2 separate regions of the Columba livia genome follow, and region 2 is linked to region 1. The links are chromatin contacts, called in public Hi-C maps. All regions are on one chromosome and are shown on one strand. The core of a region is the stretch at or near the end of the contact, and the rest is flanking DNA. Distances in the headings are between cores, read along the strand shown. Region 1 overlaps DLGAP4 (DLG associated protein 4). Region 2 has its middle 13 kb from the start of AAR2.

The links. Hi-C and Micro-C count contacts between places; a contact is called where the count stands out from the background.
Region 2: a Hi-C map of crop shows a contact between it and region 1, with 2.4 times the contacts expected there. The contact joins two enhancer-like sites. A contact is called at or near these places in 2 of 2 Hi-C or Micro-C datasets (crop and liver).

Annotation. Positions count from the first base shown.
Region 1 is chr16:14,973,688-14,976,513 of bColLiv1.pat.W.v2, reverse strand. All of the region lies in intron 5 of DLGAP4 (DLG associated protein 4), which reads left to right. Among named protein-coding and RNA genes, the nearest start is that of TGIF2, 70 kb to the right of the region's middle. Within about 2 kb of position 1,358, at least 1 of the 3 cell types and tissues checked has an H3K27ac peak away from gene starts, as active enhancers do.
Region 2 is chr16:15,133,682-15,136,547 of bColLiv1.pat.W.v2, reverse strand. No RefSeq gene overlaps it. Among named protein-coding and RNA genes, the nearest start is that of AAR2, 13 kb to the left of the region's middle. Within about 2 kb of position 1,502, at least 1 of the 3 cell types and tissues checked has an H3K27ac peak away from gene starts, as active enhancers do.

The DNA of each region.
Region 1 (2,826 bases), core at 109-2,608:
AACCCCACCTGGGGAACAGAGCCCAGCAGGGTTCTTGCAGACCAGCTCAGACTGCCCATGGAGCAGGCAGATGAGCAGAGAAGCAGGACAGAAGAAGATATGGCAGAGGAACGGAGAGATCTTTCCATCCTGGTGGCTCCAAATAGCCCTGGTGTTAGTAGCCTGCGCCAGGTCCCTGTCCTCCCAGTGCTGGTGAGGGCACCTCTTTGATGGAGCTGTGTGGATTTCCCCTCTAAGCATCCACTCCTCTGAGATCCCAGCCCCATGATGCTATTTAGATGTGGGAGATGCTCATGGCTGAGGACACTTGGCATGCAGCCCACAGGCTGCTGGGACTGTGCCATCTGCTTTGTTCACAGGTGTCCCAGGGACTCTGGGACCAGCCAGAAAGTGTTGGCACATTAGGCTGGATGATACCCTGAGGCTAGGAGAGTTAAAAGGTCTGGGATCAGGTATTGAGGGAAGAAGGCCCACCGTGGCTCCAGCCAGATAGATGGCAGAGCAAGGCAAACACAGCAAAAGCTTTCTGGGCAAGAGGCTGGTCCTGGAAGGACAGGGTCTGTGTGGACCACCTTACAGGAGGTGACACTGTGCAGTGTCCTCACCAGCTGCTCTGCTTTCCGGGACAAGGCACCCAGGGGCTGTAAAAGGCTGACAGTGTTTTGGACTCTGTGGCTCAGGCGCAGCACAAAGGGGCAGGAGGAGGCAGGAGCCACTGCGGATGAACTGCTGACGTTCAGCAGAGCCAGAAGGAAGTGAGTGTGCAGCAGACAGTGTGGAGACCACTCATGGTGGCTTCAGACCAAAGACCAGATGCTGTTTTCTACTGAGGGACAGTGACAAAATTAACTGTGGGGAGCCCTGGAAATGCTGGCTCTGAATCCATCCTTGTTCCCTGCCTTTGCATCCACTTCAGGGGGAGTAAAGTTGGGTCCAGGCATCTCTGATGCAAAATACCCAAGCTGGGAGGCTGACGTTGGTCTGGTCTTGGGCTCATTGTCCATCCAGGTCACCTCCATCAGGCTATGACCGCACCGGGGCTGCCGGGGTCCATGGGAGCCCAAGGACAGGCAGCTCTGAGGACGGGAGGGTGTTCGAGCGGGGGCAGAGCCGGCCGAGCTGCGCGGGCAGGGGGGTCTGGGCAGCGCGGGGCTGGGCGCGGCCGTGGCGGCGAGAGCTCGGTCCCCAGCGGGGGTCGCTGGCGGGAAGGGGCTCGCAGCTCCAGCGGGGACGCGGGGCGGCCGCAGCCTGAGCACGGCCGCCATCTGCCGACCGGCCCTGCGCTTCGCCCCCGCACCAGGAAGCTTAGGGGACACGTTTGGGTGCCGCGGAGCCTCCCTGGGGTTCCCGCCAGCCCGGCACAGCCCCGGGACAGCAGTGGCGCACTGTGCCCTGGCACAGCCCTGTGCCACCCCTCGCCAAGGTCCTCGGTCTGCTTGGCCGGACCCGTGGTGTGGGACAGGAGGGACAGGAGGGACTGCAGGGAGAGCTGCAGCCTGAGCCAGAGGCAGGCACAGAGGAGTGAGACAGGATCCGTCCCTGTGAAAGGGTCCCTGCCCTTCCAAAGGCTGTTGCCTGCCCTGTGACTCTCTTTCCCCACAGACAGGTGTGAGGGTGATCAGGGTGAAGCCCAGTGGGGTGGGCACAGGGAGGCTGGCAGGGCCACGGCCTGCCCCAGGACACAACCGACTCACACCATGGGTGCACGGTGAGCTCACGTAGCAAACCCACTCAGGCTGAGGGAACCAAGGCAATCGACACAGCCCAGGACTTGGGGTGCAACGCTGTACTTGGCTGCTCAGCTGTCCTCATCACATCCTGCAATGGAGATTCAGGAGGTGCCACGGTCCTTCCTGGAGGTCAACACTCTGCACAGGGTTCCTGCCCAGCTGGGATGCTCTCTGCCCTCAGCTTCACTGTCCCCTGGGCTGGTGAAGGACAGACCTCTGCGCCCATGGCCCTGCTGGATGCCTGGGAAGCGGCACCTCAAGGGTCCTCTGCAGGAATTGTGTGCGATTCAAGAGGGAGAGTCCCCACAGCTCGCCTGGGCTGATGTGGCTAATCGTGTACTGAACCATGCCCCACCTCATCTGTGACAAGGACTCCTTCACACAGGGTCTCATGGTGGAATGGAAGAATGGGGCCACCCCACCTTTCCTACATCCCTCCTCTTCCTCCCACATCCTTCCCATCGTTCCCACATCTTTCCCAGCCCCTGTGCACCTGGGTGTCAGCAGAGACCGTGGCTCTGGTCTTGGCTGGGTCAGGCTCAGTGACAGCCCTGCTCTTCTCCTGCTGCGGAGGCTGCTGCTGGAAATACCAGCCGTCTCCCACTCCTGCAGCACTGTCATTCAGGTTTGGGTCTGCCTTAACTTCTTCCAGATAAACTCTTGGGTTCTTCTACACAAATAATAATAATTAAAAAATCCTGCAGATGTTTCCAGTTGCCAAGTCCACAAAATACCATTTAAAAGTCATTTTTCACCCCACACCTCACCCCTTTCCCACCAGTCCAGATGGTGAATAGAGTGTTTCCCTGATCCCAGACCCCAGCATCAGCCTGTGCAAGAGCTGGTCTGTCACCAAGGCTGTGCCTCTGACAGCTGGTGTGGATCCCTTGTCCTCACTGGGGTTCAGCTGGACTAACCTGGAAACTGCACTGTATTCCTGGGGGCAGCAGGACCCGAGATCTTGTCCCCTCACCTTCCCCTGCACCCCACAAACCTTCACCCATGTGCCAGACTTGGTTGCTCAGGCCAGGGGCCAGCAAGGTGAGAAAAAGCAGCAACAGGGGCCGAGTGGCGGACTTGGTGCCCAGCACCGTCT
Region 2 (2,866 bases), core at 253-2,752, 160 kb before region 1:
TACATTTAAACCCTAATACAGATGGCAAGTTTCATATCTACAGGTATTTCTAAAATAAATTTTTAAAAAGTAAATGGCCATTGATTTATATTCAAAAATCCCTTATTTCTCCCTCTGCTGGGGAGCAGCTGGAAGTGTGGGGAAGAGCTGGTGGCATCAGGAAGGCTTAGCGCCGGCTGCTGAGGTTTGGAAACGAGGGACGTCGAGGATGTTGTTGAAGAAGATGCCTTTGGAAAAGACATTGCCTGTCACTGTTGAAGCAGGCGAGGTTTTGTTCTTGTCTTGCAGGTATCAGAAGTTGCATGAAACAAGTGCTGTTTCTTTCGACTCGACAATATTTGAGATTCTCCTTGCACTTGAGCAAGCAAAGAGATGGCCATGTCTGTTGGGAAAAGATCTCCAAGGGACATGAATTTCCTTGAGAATCTGACCCATTTTTTATGAAGCTGTCTGTTTAAACAGCGGGAGTTCCTGTTAATTGTGCTTCAGGAGCCTATGCTGGGTACTCCAAGCAAATTCTGTAACTGGAAGGTTAGCAGTGAAATTTGCTCATAACTTCAGCAAACTGGTAAGAGGCTTGTTAGTTGATGTTCCTGAAGCAGTCCTGTTAACGATGTGAGTTTTTACAGCTTCCCCCCCACAATGCCTTTGCCTGTGTTCTGGGGGTAGGGGACGCTTGCTTTGCCTTTTCTGGGGGGCTCCAGCATCACTGGCAGCAGCACAGGTTACATCGCGTGTTTTAAAACAAACTTTGCAGTTAAAATGTGTTTGGCTCAAGAAAGTCGCTCCTTCGCAGAGAAGGGGTTTCAGTGAAGAAGAAGGGCCTCTGGGTGGCTCCATCTTCACAGGTTTGGCATTGGATGTTGTAGTTTATGCGGTTGTGCTACAGAACAACTTTGTTTTCCTGATCCATCCTTTTGTTTGTAAGTACTCGGCAGCTAATGCAGCTGTCTGGAGAAAGTCTCGCTCCAGTCAGTCCAAGGAGTTGTTTATAGTGGGTGGCTGTCCCTGGGAGCGCTGCCCCATCACTGCTACCCTAGAGATGTGTCCTCAGTCCGTACTGGCCGCCCCAGCTGGGAGGGTGATGGCCCTGCAGTCACATGTTGGTCAGAAGGGGTCTGGCTGCCCCGCACCGGTAGCGCCTACTCCACAGAGCAACAAAACAGGCTTTGTACCACGCAGTTGTACAATAACCTGCCCTCATGGATGGTTGTTCCCACCGAGCAGAGGTCAACCATTCCCAGTAACAGGAAGGCAAATTGTCCTTTTAGTGAGGTTTGCTGGAGGATTTTACGTAGCTACATGAATAAGGATTCACTCAATGCTGCTTGTGCCTTCTCTGCTGAAGTCCTTGTGCCTTTCACGCTGCTGTGAGCTGCTCAGACAGGTTGGATGGTGGGTGACCCCAACCCAGGGCTGTGCTGAGGGGACCCCAAGCCAGGCCCCATTGGCAGATGGTTCTGCGAGGGAGGGCTGCAGCATGCAGGTCGGGAGCAGGGCCGTGCGCAGGGTGCAGCCCTGCTCCTGCCACAGGACACCCCTGACCGCGCCTGGGAGAGCCGCACATCTGGCTGAAGTGAACTGGCATCTGGGCAGGAGGCGATGGAGCAGGGATGAGCTGTCAGACCTTGCAGCAGCTGGGGAGAGGAGATGATTCAGGCAGGGGAAGTGCTAGGTGGCCTCGTGGGCTCACTTCTTCCATTTGTGCTACGCATGGCCTCTTGTCTGGTGGTGGTTTTGTTTTTTTCAAACACCCACTTCAAGATTTAAAAGGCATCACTTGAGAATCTGCTGATCATTGCTATGAGCTTTGCAGACTTCTGAGAGACGTCCCAAGTGCAATTCAGCAGGGACCTGTTAAACACATTACCCAGCTGTGGGGCGTGGTCACTCCGGGCCATTTAATGACTTTATTTCATTACCAAGACTTCACTGAGGAGGGCTGTGCGTGTTCCTTGTTGCTGGAAGTTCACACTGCCCATGTGTGTTCATTTAATGGACTTATTTTCTTAACAAGACCAATGACCAGTGTGATCTAATATTGCTTCTGGGGTTCTCATTCAGTTTATTACTCAGCAGAAGGAGGCAGGTCAAGAGCTCTCCTGCATTAGCAGGAAGATGTTCCGCCTTCTTTATTATCCACCATTCTCTGCAAGATTCTTTTAAATTCCCAAAGAAGATGTTACCTTTGATTTACGTTTTTTTTCTCCCTCTTCCTTTACTTCTTCAGTGACAAAACATTTATTACTGCTTCGAAAGACCAGACAACTTCTATTGTCGTGTCGGGGTCCTAGTCCAGTTCTAATGTGATTTAACTCCGTCAGCCTTCCCATGCTTCAGTACTGAAACAGCAGATTTTGTCTGGTACCAGCAGTAAAGCAATTTTTTTCTGTGTTCCTCTCAGATCACCGCTCAGTAAAAGCACCTTTTGGCTGGCGTTACTAGTGCCACCAGGTAGAGTTCCTCAGAGCTGCCCGACCAGCTGCGTACATGAAGTTATAGGTGCGTGGATATGCGCAGAGCTGAGCTACCTGTGTGAGCATGACACACCTGAAGTCGCCGGGCAGCTGGGTGGGTTTGGGCTCGTGAGTAGCTGCTCTGCTTCCAATGCTTCTCAAAACCTTCCCTCTCCCTCTTCTCACACGGGGGGTGATGTGGGGGCTTACGCCTGTGCTGTTCCTGCTCTTGCAGCGCGGGCCGGGAGGTGCTGCAGGGCGCTGTGCCCAGGAGAGGGCTCCCGGTCTGCGCTCAGCCCTCGGTCCTCTGAACGCTCCCGGAATGTGCTGAGTGTGCAGCGGCACAAAGCAGGTGTGAGGTGCTGAGCTGGGACAGCCGAGAGAGGGTTAATTTCCACAGGGAGCGGGGG